2 separate regions of the Ovis aries genome follow, and region 1 is linked to region 2. A link is a contact called in public Hi-C data. All regions are on one chromosome and are shown on one strand. Each heading gives the region's core, a stretch centred on a gene start, on an enhancer-like site or on the middle of the called end of the contact. The rest is flanking DNA. Distances are from core to core; before and after follow the strand shown. Region 1 holds the start of CAT (catalase). Region 2 overlaps LOC114118450 (a long non-coding RNA gene).

Region 1 (6,512 bases), core at 3,579-6,078, 34 kb after region 2:
TGTATATATATATATACACATACACTCAATACTTTGTAATAACCTATAGGGGAAAATAACCTGAAAAAGAATATATATATTATATATAATAATATATTATATAATATATACATATGCATGTATATATGTGTATGTATATATAATATATTATTATATATAATAATATATATAAAGGAAAGTCCTTTATATATAATATATAAAGTACTTTCCTGGTGGCTCAGATGGTAAGGAGTCTGCCTGCAACTCAGAAGATCAGGGTTCGATCCCTGGGTGGAGAAGATCCCTTGGTAAAGGAAATGACAACCCACTCCTGTATTCTTGCCTGGAAAATGCCATGGATGGAGGAACCTGGCAGGCTATAGTCCCTGGGGTCGCAAAGAGCTGGACATGACTGAGTGACCTATCACTCATATATATATAAACTATTTACATTACTTTTCTGTACACTTGAAAGTAACACAGCATTGTCAATCACTTGTACTTGAATAAAAAATAAATTTAAAAATAAAATAAGATAAAATGCATCACACTGTTTTGCTTTTTATGAGTTGTATCAGTTAGAATCCCTGAAAAAACCCAGTATACTCTGAAGGGACAATTGTGGAAATTTTCATGAAAGGAGTATAGGAAAAGGGGGAAACATCTGTGACTGCAAGTAGGTTGTGTGCCATTCTTGCCTCTGAAGAGGCAAAGAAAAAGAGCGGTTTTTGGAACCAATTATAAGCAGTGGCACCCCCACTCCGGTACTCTTGCCTGGAGAATCCCATGGCTGGAAGAGCCTGGTAGGCTGCAGTCCATGGGCGCAGAGTCGGACACGACTGAGCAACTTTGCTTTCACTTTTCACTTTTATGCACTGGAGAAGGAAATGGCAACCCACTCCAGTGTTCTTGCCTGGAGAATCCCAGGGACAGGGGAGCCTGGTGGGCTGCTGTCTATGGGGTCACACAGAGTCGGACACGACTGAAGCGACTTAGCAGCAGCAGCAGCAGCAACATACCTACAGCTGTAGGACATGGCTGTTTCCAAGAAATCAGGGAATTATGGCAGGGTAGGCAGGCAGTGAGCTTGCTTAGAGTGGATCCCAATTTTGCGGGATTTGAAGCTTATATGTATACTTTCCACTGTCTCTATAAGGAAAAGAACACACACTTAAGTATAAAAATCTATCTTTGTTTACAATGGTAAAAAAATCACAACTTACAAACTTGAATAATCAAAAAAGTACCATAAAAACATTACAAACCACCCCCCCAAAAGCATAATACTTTATTAACAGCCTGACATATCTCTAAAATACTTTTTTTTTTCATTTTGAGTGCATACTTTTTGACCACCAAAAGAAGTAAAAATTTTCAATAGAGAGAATAGGAAGGTAATTCAATCTTCCTTCTAGCATAGTTTATCAAAATTTGTGTTTGTTATCTATAGTTTAGAAAACTTTCATTTTGATTTTATACTTTACTATTGATAATGCCATTTTAAATCAATGAGTTATAGGATATTCTCTGGTGATCCAGTAGTTAGGATTCCACATTTTCCCTGCCGCAGCCTGGGTTCAATCCCTGGTCGGGGGACTAAGATCCTGAAAGCCATGCAGCATGGCCCAAAAAAAAAAAAAAAAAGAATCTTAGCTTAGTGGAGTGAGGAGGACAGGAAAGGCAGTGATGGGAGATAAAACCGAGTGACAAGACAACTAAGTGCTGGAGTTTGATAGGGGAGGTGAGAAAAGAGGGTCAGGTGTTGGCAAGAGGCTGAGCATGGGTCTCTGTGCATTAGAAGAAATCAAAGGCTCAGTGATGCTTGCCAGACAGAGGAAAGGCTACAGAGATACTTGGTATCGGAGTCAGACATAAGTCTGCCACGCTCTAGCTTGCGAAGGAAGCTTTACGAACAATAACTCAGTACACACGGAAGAGACTGCAAGTCAACTGTATTCCACTAAACTCATGCAAATAATCCCCAACTCAATGTCTCCTTAGCAGGATGCCAAACATAACCACAGTCATTCCAATGACACTTGATAAGAAAGGTAATGTGGTGAAGGGGAATTCGGATTCGAAAAGATGATGGTTATATCAACTGTGGTTAAATACCTCACTCATTTTACGCAGACTCATAAAAGTGCACATAAGCACTTTGTGAGGACTCCTCCCAAAAGTTTGGAAGGAACATGTGTAGGTGAGGAACTCTAAAATTAAGCTTCATTAACTCTGTGGAAAATCCAACTTTGGCGCTAATATAACGAATAATTTAGTCCCTCTTTCCACCTAAGCTCTGATCTCACGCCAGCCCACCATTGGCTGAACTCAAGAAGAAGGCAGGGTATCGTGGGGCCAAGCGGATGATAAAAATCAAGATTTCTGGAGTATAGATTAGAATCAAGAAGGATGGAGAGTAAATCTGGAGTAGCAAACAAACAAACAAACAAAATGCCTATTTTTCAAGAGAAGCAGATAAGCAAAGTGATGACCTGGAGAGAGATTGCATTTGATCCAATTCCCAGTGAAAACGAGAAAGAATCAAAAATCCTACCACTTTAAGACACTGTGCAGGTTTGATCCCTGGTTGGGGAACTAAGGCCATGTGGTGCAGCCAAAAGAAAAAAAGAAAGAAAAGTCCTACCACTGAGCAGCTGAGGCCCAGGAAACAAAGGGCCTTTAACATAAGGAGACATATAAATCAGCAGGTACGGGAGATGAGATTTACATAGAACCACTGGGGAAATCATGTACATCATTCCATAAATCATGTACATAAATACTTGAAAGTTCTCTATGGGTACTGTATTTTCTTTTCTTCCTTAGGGCCTTTTAATAGATCCAATGATCATAACGTGACTTGGCAAAAAATTTTTGGTAGCCCTCCCTAGCTCCTTCTACTTAATTTAAGCTTGAAAGACTTATTCTCATGCAAATAATATTATAGACAGTGGTTAGATTACCAGTTCTAACCACAAAAATCCTTTTTTTATACAAATGTGACTGAACTAGACTCCCAAGAGTATGTGAACATTTCCAAGGCCAAGTTCAGTTCAGTTCAGTTCAGTTCAGTTGCTCAGTCGTGTCCGACTCTGTGACCCCATGAATCGCAGCATGCCAGGCCTCCCTGTCCATCACTATCTCCCGGAGTTCAAGCTCAAGTATAAAAAGTGATATGAACCCACAGTAAAAGAAAAGAATGGCAGCCTATTTGGAATAAGGCAACTCCTGACCAGAAGAGGATGGAAACGACTAGGGGAAGGGAAGTGTGATGCCCTATGAGTGGGAGGTTCACACAGTGGAAGAAAAGAGCAATAACGTGGCCTCAGGATGAGAAGTAGTAGGAGTACAGATCTCTATTGAGGTCTGGGAGGACCATTTTCCCCCAGCTTTATTATGCCAAGTCTCAGACTTTGTAAACAATCTCTCTAGCTGGGTATAACCAAGTCTCTTTTCACACTTTACCTAATTTAAACGTCTTGACAAGAGTAAGACACCAATTGAAGATATTTTCATAGAATAAGCCATTTTTGCACTGTTGAACTCGAGCAATTTTCTTCTGGAATATCACAAAATACATTGTTATTTCACTTATTAAAATGCATTGCTCAAACACCTCAAAAATTAGTCACATTGACTTAGGGAAGACATTTCCTAAACTCTAAGGCAGCATTTCTGTTAATAAATAGTGGGTTTGGACATCTTATTTAACTTAGTTAATTATTCTACATCAGGAGCAAGCCAACCTCTTCATGCTTGTTTATAGTCTGTCATGGTGGGGAGACTTCACTGACCTTTATATTTTTTTTTGTTGTGAAGATTAAGTGGTAGAGTTTGGCAACCATCAGCAGTGTCCAGCACATAGCAGACACTCAAAAAGGGGAACTTCTAAACCAAAAAGGGAATCTAAAGGACTGAGTTTTTGTCCTACGTATTTTAGACTATTAAGATTTAGATCTTGCAAATATTTCACTTTTCTGTGCTTTTTACTTTTATTTTTAAAAGCTTTTTATTTTATACAGGAGTATAGCCAACCAACATTGTTGTGATAGTTTAAGGTGGACAGCAAAGAGATTCAGCCATACATACACACCTATCCATTTTCCCCCAGATTACAGGCCCATCTAGGCTGCCACATAACACTGAGCAGAGTTCCCTGGGCTATACAGCAGATCCTTGTTGGCTAACCATTTTTAAATGTATACATATCATTGTATAGCAGTGTATACATGTCATCTCTAATCTTTGACAAAGAAAAATTATGCGACATTTGCGAGTGTGATCACTGGTCATACTTAAATATAGAACCAGTATTTGCATTTATTCCAAATTCCACCAATCCTTTCAGTTGTAAACAAAATTATTAACATTGGAGCATGACAAACCTTCATTTTGCACAGAGGAACTCAACGGTGGATTTCTTTTTCTCTGCTTTTTAAGAGCTGAGAGCATGTTACCAGAGTTCAAAGCCCCACCCAGCAGGGCCTAAGCATTCCCTCAAAAAAACTGGCAGACCACCAACCGCTACCTCCCAGGGCACCCTGAAGGATACTGATAAGCCGAGGAGACAGTCACATCCGGGTACGCGGGGGCCAAACCCAAATTAGTTAATCTGGAGTTTGGGGGTCGGAGGTGAGGAGGCGCCGTTCCTTTTCCTATCTCTCCCCAGCCTCTCCTCTCCCCGAGTCCTTGCTCCTCAGCCCTGCCCCTACTTGGCTTCCAATCCCATTCCGCCTGGAGCTCAAGTGGCCAATCAGGTGGCGGCCCTGCCGAGGGGGCGGGATGGGGGGGCGGAGCTGAGTGGCGGAGTCTGAAGTCGCCTATTTCAGCTGCGGCGCTGGAGACGCGTGAGCCGAGCCCACCTGCAAAGTTCTGCAGCGCCGCTCAGACACCATGGCGGACAACCGGGATCCAGCCAGCGACCAGATGAAACATTGGAAGGAGCAGAGGGCCGCGCAGGTACACCCTGCGCTCTCCGAGCCGGCCCTACGGTCCGCGTAGGAAGCTGGGTGTCCTCAAGTAACGGCCCCTGCTGCCCCAGCGCGGAGGTTCTGGGGAGGGAGGGCTGTACCATCGATCGCGGGGGGCCTAGGGGTGTGCGTGTGCTTCCTTTCCGTCTGGTTGGGCTGTTACATTCGCGGGCGGGAGGGGAGAGGGTTCTGGGCCCCGGGGGCAGCGGTCCTGCAGGATTTGTGGTAGGCTGCAGGTCGTGGGTGGTTGGCTTACAGTTTTGCGCCTTTGCCAGCTGGGACAGAGGTTGCAGTTTGAGGCAGCAGTGAAGGCTTATGGGGAAAGAGGCAGAGAGCTGCAGCTGCAAGAAAGGAAGTGACGGGGAAGCAGGAGCAGGCTCTAGCTTTGCCCTCGCTCAAACAATAACTACCAGCTTTCGTATTTGGGGTGGGGGGTGTCTTGGGGGCAGGAAACGTCTTTTATCATCTCCATGTCCCCAGCACTGAACATAAAGCATTGTTTGTGTGTTAGTTGCTCAGTCGTGTCCGACTCTCTGTAACCCCATGAACTGTAGCCCACAGACAGACTGCTCTGTCCATGGAATTATCCAGGCAAGAATGCTGGAGTGGGTTGCCATTCCCTTCTCCAGGGGATCTTCCCGACCCAGGGATGGAACCCAGGTCTCCCGTGTTGCAGGCAGATTCTTTACCATCTGGGCCACCAGGGAAGCGCACATACAGCATTAAACAGCTAAATAAAAGAATTTTTATACCCATGATTTCTTTTGCACTTAAAAACATCGTCTAGCATTTTAGAGCTAAAAGTGACCTTAGTGATTAATTAATGCATTTATTTACACCTATGCTTTGAGTGCCAGCGTGTGCTAGGCACAGCGCTGGGGCAAGTGGAGCAAATTCCAGTGAGGCCGAAAGCTCAAAGTCAAGTTTGGGAGACAAGACAGGTGAATAGATGGTTACCTTCCACCGTGGCCAGGGCGCTGATATAGGTTATCTGCTGAGTGTAAAGGGAGTGACTGACCTGGTTGGCAGGCTTCTCAAAGCAGGTGACATCTGAACAAGAGCTTTACAGCTGAGTAGGAATTCAGCCCTGTAGTGGTTGGCCAGTCATTCCTGGCCTGTACCCCTAGGATGCAGAGCATTAAAGGGCATCTGTGAGCAGGTTGAGTGGGATGGGAGCACTTCTGTTTTGAGTCTTCTTTTGTCAAATTGGCCTAGAGAGTCTTCGGGACTTGCCCGGTTCCCATGGCGGCTGGTTAATGGCAGAGAGGACTAGAGTCATGCTTTCCTCATCTTCGCTCTTTCTTCTTTTTAAAATTCATTTTTAATTGGAGGTTAATTGCTTTACGATATTGTGTTGGTTTCTACCATACATCACCATGAATCAGCCATAGGCAAGCATATGTCCCTTCCCTCCTGAACCTCCCTCCCACCTCATGCCACCCGTCTAGGTAGTGACAGGGTACCCATTTAGTGCTCTTCCTTAAGACCGGGTTAGTGTTCATGAATTAGGATTAATGCTGAGTGCTCATGGGTTACCTTGTAGTTCCCTGTTTGTGAGAAGGC
Region 2 (6,813 bases), core at 1,232-3,731:
ATAGAAAACAGGGAACCAATAAGGACCTACTGTACATCATGGGGAAGGATATTCAATATTTTGTATAACCTATAAGGGAAAAGGATCTGAAAAAGATATGTAAGTGTATATAAATGAATCGCTTTGCTGTATACTCGAAACTAACGTAACTTTACAAATCAACTGTATTTCAATTTAAGAAGAAGTTTTGGTGTTTTTGTACATGATAGTGCCCAAACTTTCCAAATAAAAATGTCTACTTGTAAAAAATAAAATTAAATAGACAAAAAAAAAAACAGACATACAGATCGCTTGAAATGAAGGACCCCAAGTTGACTAAGGAAGGGGAAAAATAATACGCTTTTCCAAAGCATGTTATGCTAAAGAGTCTCATGAGATGGTCTGTGGAAAAGGATTCGGTGGTAAAGTTTGGGAAGTATTGTACTCTGTCTCTCTCTCTACTATATTCACGATGCAGTATTTTATTTAAGACTCTGTTTATATGGTTTTGACCTAGTATATCTCTGGCTTAGCTGGGCGGAGACCTCCAGCCTGCCTTTACAGAGTTGCTGTAAAGTGACTGGGACTTTTTATTTAACTTGAAGCAGAAAAGGCAGCTCCATTGTTTATGTATCTGCTCAGGCAGTGGTGGTAGGGCAAGACCCTTGGAATGAATCCAGATAAACCCCAGAACAGGTCAATGTTCATCTGACCCCTGCACAAAGCTGGAATTTGATGATTCTGTTGAACGCAAGTACTATTCCAAAGGTAAATATAAGCCTAGGGCACTGGTCCACAGGGCGAAAGGAGGTGGTGTGCGTGAGGGCACAGGCGCAAGTAAAAAGCTGACAAAGTAAACAAGATGTGGGAGGTATCTCTCCAAGGGGGAGTTCTGTAGGCAGCTGGTATCTTAGATGTGATAGCTGTGATTAGAGATGCAGCCATCAAGGTGTTAAAGGCAAGAATTTTAAGGGATGGGCTGAAACTTCCAGCTACAAGGCTGAATTATAGCTACAGGACAGAAAACCCAGGAAGTGTTGCCAAATCCCCCATCTGGATGTTCTATACACCAGTTATCAATGAACTGCAATCGTGCTGTTCCGTCTTGGCATGGAACATATCTAGAGTTAAGTATGACTTTTCAGTAAGTTCAGTCGCTCAGTCGTATCCGACTCTTTGAGACCCCATGGACTGCACCACTTCCCTGTTCATCACCAACTCCCAGAGCCTACTCAAGCTCATGTCCATCACACGTGTTGGTGATGCTATCCAACCGTCTCATCCTCTGTCATCCCCTTCTCCCGCCTTCAATCTTTCCCAGCATCAGGGTTTTCTCTAGTGAGTCAGTGCTTCACATCAGGTGGCCAAAGTATTGGAGTTTCAGCTTCAGCATCAGTCCTTCCAATGAATATTCAAGACTAATTTCCTTTAGGGTGGACTGGTTGGATCTCCTTGCAGTTAAAGGGATTCTCAAGAGTCTTCTCCAACACCACAGTTCAAAAGCATCAACTCTTTGATGCTCAGCTTTCTTTATAGTCCAACTCTCACATCCATACATGACTACTGGAGAAACCATAGCTCTGACTAGACGGACCTTTGTTGGTGAAGTAATGTCTCTGTTTTTTAATATGCTGTCTAGGTTGATCATAGCTTTTCTTCCCCATGAACAGTATGAAATGACGCTTAAATTTGCTATATTTACTAAACATTCATCTCTTAAGATTCATCTGGCATTCTTACTACACATTTAAAGTCTCAGTCACCTTTCCTGGAGTTCCTGATTCAGTTAGCCTGGAAAAAGTAAAAGTATTTGAAACAAGCTTTCTCAGGTGATTTCCCATTCTCCATACTGTGTGTGTATGTATGTATGTACGTATGTATTTGAATTGAAGACATTACTTTGCCGACTAAGGTCCGTCTAGTCAAGGCTATGGTTTTTCCTGTGGTCATGTACGGATGTGAGAATTGGACTGTGAAGAAGGCTGAGCACCGAAGAATTGATGCTTTTGAACTGTGGTGTTGGAGAAGACTCTTGAGGGTCCCTTGGACTGCAAGGAGATCCAACCAGTCCATTCTGAAGGAGATCAGCCCTGGGATTTCTTTGGAAGGAATGATGCTAAAGCTGAAGCTGCAGTACTTTGGCCACCTCAGGTAAAGAGTTGACTCATTGGAAAAGACTCTGGTGCTGGGGGGGATTGGGGGCAGGAGGAGAAGGGGACGACAGAGGATGAGATGGCTGGACGGCATCACTGATCCGATGGCTGTGAGTCTGAGTGAACTCCGGGAGTTGGTGATGGACAGGGAGGCCTGGCGTGCTGCGATTCATGGGGTCGCACAGAGTTGGACACGACTGAGCGACTGAACTGAACTGATACTGACCTGAAACAACACTCTATTAGTCCTAAGTTCACAATCTAGTGATTCAGTGTTTCTATAAACCGTCACCACGATAAGTCTAGTCGCCATCTGTCACCATACAAAGTTATTACAGTATTATCAACTGTATTCTCCATGCTGGGCATTTCACCCCCCCTTGACTCATTTATTTTGTAACTGGATGCTTGTACCGCCTAATCTCCCTCACCTATTGCTCTCGCCCTCCTGCCCCAGCTGATTCCTATCAGGGCCTATTTTGGATGTCCTCATTCTATAAGCCTGGAGTGTGATTCAGGTGAAAGTATTTTAAACAAGCATTCCCAGATGATTCTTATCAGGCAAGTTTGGGAACTAAGGCATTTGTCTCTTGTATAAAGTATAAATATTTGAGCCCCACCTTCCGGGACTCTGATACAACAGGTCTAGAGCCTAGAACATTCCATTTTAACCAGTGGCTCTCAGGTGATTCAAACAGGGTGGGGCCCAGGAAACACTCTTCAGTATGCGCCTTAGGAAGTTCTGTTCCCAGCAGGCGGCACTCTCGTTCATTTTGCTAAAAGCTTTCTCTTAAAAAGTCTAGTTCTTTAATCATGAACTGGATCTTAATTTTATTTTTTTTAAGTTTAAAATCTCCTGAGTGGGTAGATCCGGGACCAAACAGCTATTCCTACTGCTGAATTTCTTCCAAAGTTTGAAGATGTCTCTGTCTGTCCTTAAGGAAGGGCAACTCCAAGCCCAGGGATAGCTGATTTATAGGTGGGACTGGAATAAATGATTTTCAGAGTTCAGACTGTGGTCTCCTTAGGCTTTTTATTGCTGAATTCATTTGCAGACAATTAAGGCTACAAATATGATGGGAATATATCTTAACACCAATGGGTTAAAAATTGAGCCTCTATTTTAGTCTGTTTTATTTATTTTTTGGCCTCACCGCTCAACTTGTAGGATCTTAGTTCCCCAACCAGAGATTGAACCCAGGCCTTGACAGTGAAATTGCCTAATCACAGCCAGGAAATCTGCTATTTGAGTCCTCTTTAAAAGCACTCTGAACCAAAGTAAGAAACCAACTTAGAATTGAAGAGTTTATTGGATTTCAGGGATGAACTCTGTATTATAGATGAACCCTGAAGCACATAAAATTTCTTGCTTCAATTTGGTCAACAAACAAATCAGGATCAAAAACCTGATGAATAACCAAGATTAATAACCAAGATTTGTGACTTCTACTTGAATGATCTTCATTAAACACTTTAAAAAACCTTTTTGTTATTGAAAATTCCAAATATATTAAAAATGCAATTTTATAATGAACCCCCATGTACTCATTATCCAACTTTAATAATTATCAATTTATGGTCAACCTTGTTTACACTGTCACCTACTTCCCCGGCTCCAATATTTTTTAAGCAAATCTCAAGTATCATGACACTGAGTAATGTTCATCTAAGTCTTTGCTGACCTGACACAGTGGTTTCGAACAGTACTTAAGGGACCATTCTTGTTTTTACATGTTCACACTGCTCCATTCATTTATTTATTTATTTTTGGCTACACTGGGTCTTCATCGCTGCACAAAGACTTTCTCTAGTTGTGGAGAGCAGGGGCTACTCTAGTTGTGACGTGCTGGCTTGTCATGTAGTGGGTTCTCGCTGTGGAGCACAGGCTCTAGGGCTTAGCAGCTGTGGCATACGGGCTTAGCTGCTCCTCAGCATGTGGAATCCTCCCGGACTAGGGACTGAACCTGCGTATCCCCTGCCCTGGCAGGCAGATTCTTATCCACTGTGCTAACGGGACGGTTCTTATGAGTCTGGCTAGTTTCACACTGAGAAATATCCCCTGGGCTCACAAAATACATCTCTAAGGCCAAAAAGACACTTCCACATGTGGGCTCTCCTTAGGTTATGGGGTTCAGAGTACACTTTACTAGGTACTAGCTTCCCCTCCCGGAGGAGGCAATGGCACCCCACTCCAGTACTCTTGCCTGAAAAATCCCATGGACAGAAGCCTGGTGGGCTGCAGTCCATGGGGTCGCTAAGAGTTGGACACAACTGAGCGACTTCACTTTCACTTTTCACTTTCATGCACTGGAGAAGGAAATGGCAACCCATTCCAGTGTTCTTGCCTGGAGAATCCCAGGGACGGGGGAGCCTGATGGGCTGCCGTCCATGGGGTCGCACAGAGTTGGACACGACTGAAGCGACTTAGCAGTAGCAGCAGCTTCCCCTCCGACGTGAAAATCTCCATGGTGTCAGGATGAACCATTACTGTTACTCTGTTTTCTTAGTTTCTGAAATAAAGCCAATACACCCAAACATTTATCAATAGGATATTGAAGGGAGTAACTCTCTAGTAATTATTTTTCCTGTGTATGGGTTTTGGTTTTTAAGTCATCACCACCCCAAGCAAAGCTAGAAGAAAGATGCCTTTAAAGTTTATATTAGCAGTTTAGGATAGCACCTTTTAAAATATTAACATATTTTTCTATATTTAAAATTTGTATTTAGAAAAATAAAATGAAAGTAACTGTAAAACCATCACTTAAAGTTTACAAAGTAGGAAGTGAAAGTCCTTTGTTTATTCTTTCAGGTTCATGCCTCTTAACTGTTGGGCATTCAGAATTTTCCTTAAGCTTAACACACACACCTCTCTACGAACACTCACTACTTTTTCTCTTTTCACACAAATGGGTTTATGTAACAAGTAAGTTCTACAAAATATCATGGTCATCTTTACAAGCTAGTCCTGCATTTTACTGCAGCCTTCTAAAATGACTGAGTAACATTCTATTGCATGGCGGGCCTTACTTTCTTCAGCTAGCCCTTTATTAAGGCTTTCTATTGTGTTTTTTCTTCATTGAGGCTTTTTATTGTGGTCTTTCTTTCTTCATTCCTTCCTCCGTTCTCTTTTCCTTTCTCATTTTGTCTTTTTTTCTCCTTTCTTTTCCCCTGTCCTCCCTCCCTCCCTCTTGTCTTTTTCTTTCCTTCCTTCTGTTCTTCTTTTCTGTGTTTCTCCTTGTCTGTTTGCGGTGTAAACGACACTGTGAGGAACTTTCCCACCTAAATCTTTCACCAGAGTCCCTACTCCCGCTTCCCCATGAAACTACCCCTAGTAGTCTAGCCTATTTTCATTTCCCACGTAGTGCTCTCACCTGTTTCATGCATGACTGTTCTTAAAACAATGTATTGGGTTGGCCAAAAAGTTCACTCAGGTTAAACTGGAACGAACTTTTTGGCCAACCCAATACTTGGTTGGAAGTAGCTCATGAACAGACCTGATACCCTCACCCCCAGTCTCACCTCATACTTTCCCTGCTCCAGGCCTGGCTCAGCCATTTCTCCACAGATCCCCAGTGCCTTTTAGTGGGGTCTCCTGGAACCACGTCTTCCATGAAACTTTTCATCACTTTCCAGACCCCACACATTCCTTGATCCCATTTCTGCTGCCACCATCTCTCCTCTAAGCAGTGAGGCTCTTATTCACTTGTCCGGTTTTCCCATTTTATTATCAGCACCTTGAAGGCAGAGATTATTTCATTTAACTGTGTATCCCCAGAAACTACTTAGTCACACGGAAAACAGTCAACATTTTTTTGGGGAACAGATTGATGAATGACACTTATCATGTATGCCCAATAATGTGATTGAATTGTTTCATGGATCTATGTCTTTTCTTTCCAACCACATTGCCTATTTCTGGAAATAAAGAACTCTGATTTATACCTCTTGCTCCAAACCCTGCCCCTTCCACCCAAGAGCAAAGTTTAAACCCAGAATAGGCACTCAATAAATATTTGTTGCATTAAACTCAGTTGAGTTATACTGAATTATGTAACGCACATTGCTCAAAACCAGAAAGTTCTATCTCCTTGTAACACATTTTACTTGTTAAGACTGTATGGCAAAGGATTTGTAAATAGTTACAAATGCTACAGTGTAGGACATTTAAAACACTCTTTCTCTCTCAGGCAAAGAAGATTCAAGATAGGATGGATTAGCTAGAAAGAAACCAGGATTGTAACAAGAAACATCATTTAGGCCAGTGACTAGGATGAGTTACCACAAACTCTTAGTCAACAACTGAAAAACAATTTAGTGAAATAGCTCTTCCGATTACCTTACAACCCCCACGCAAAATCTGCACTTACAGGGAGCAGATGAAATAGAATCAATATTCTTTATTCTTCCTTATTGCTGAAGTGACAGTTGTATAAAGTGACGACTCAGATTGTGACTGTCTTAGCATCGATTTTGGCAGTTTAATAACGAGTCAACATCATTCGACTCTTCCACTCGTATAAAAATCTGTTATAACCTTTCCAAATTTCTGTAGGAACAATTGATTTGATATTTTGATTAGGGACTCTGGTTTTGCTATCATCCACTTTTGCTTTTTAGAATTTTTTTTAAGAGGTATTTTAGGTTCATAGCAAAACTGACCGGAAGGTATAGAGATTTCCTA

Evidence for each region. Hi-C and Micro-C count contacts between places; a contact is called where the count stands out from the background.
Region 1: a Hi-C map of mixed tissues shows a contact between it and region 2, with 2.5 times the contacts expected there. The contact joins the promoter of CAT here to the enhancer-like site in region 2. A contact is called at or near these places in 2 of 16 Hi-C or Micro-C datasets (liver and mixed tissues).

Annotation. Positions count from the first base shown.
Region 1 is chr15:63,783,065-63,789,576 of ARS-UI_Ramb_v3.0, forward strand. It overlaps CAT (catalase), which reads left to right and starts at 4,829. Exons shown (of 12, transcript XM_060400055.1): 1 at 4,829-6,512. It overlaps LOC114118450 (a long non-coding RNA gene), which reads right to left and starts at 4,646. Exons shown (of 6, transcript XR_009596663.1): 1 at 1-4,646.
Region 2 is chr15:63,751,025-63,757,837 of ARS-UI_Ramb_v3.0, forward strand. It overlaps LOC114118450 (a long non-coding RNA gene), which reads right to left. Exons shown (of 6, transcript XR_009596663.1): 4 at 6,500-6,678; 5 at 5,652-5,866; 6 at 3,424-4,642. Among named protein-coding and RNA genes, the nearest start is that of ABTB2, 9.8 kb to the left of the region's middle. Within about 2 kb of position 2,482, at least 6 of the 54 cell types and tissues checked have an H3K27ac peak or open chromatin away from gene starts, as enhancers often do.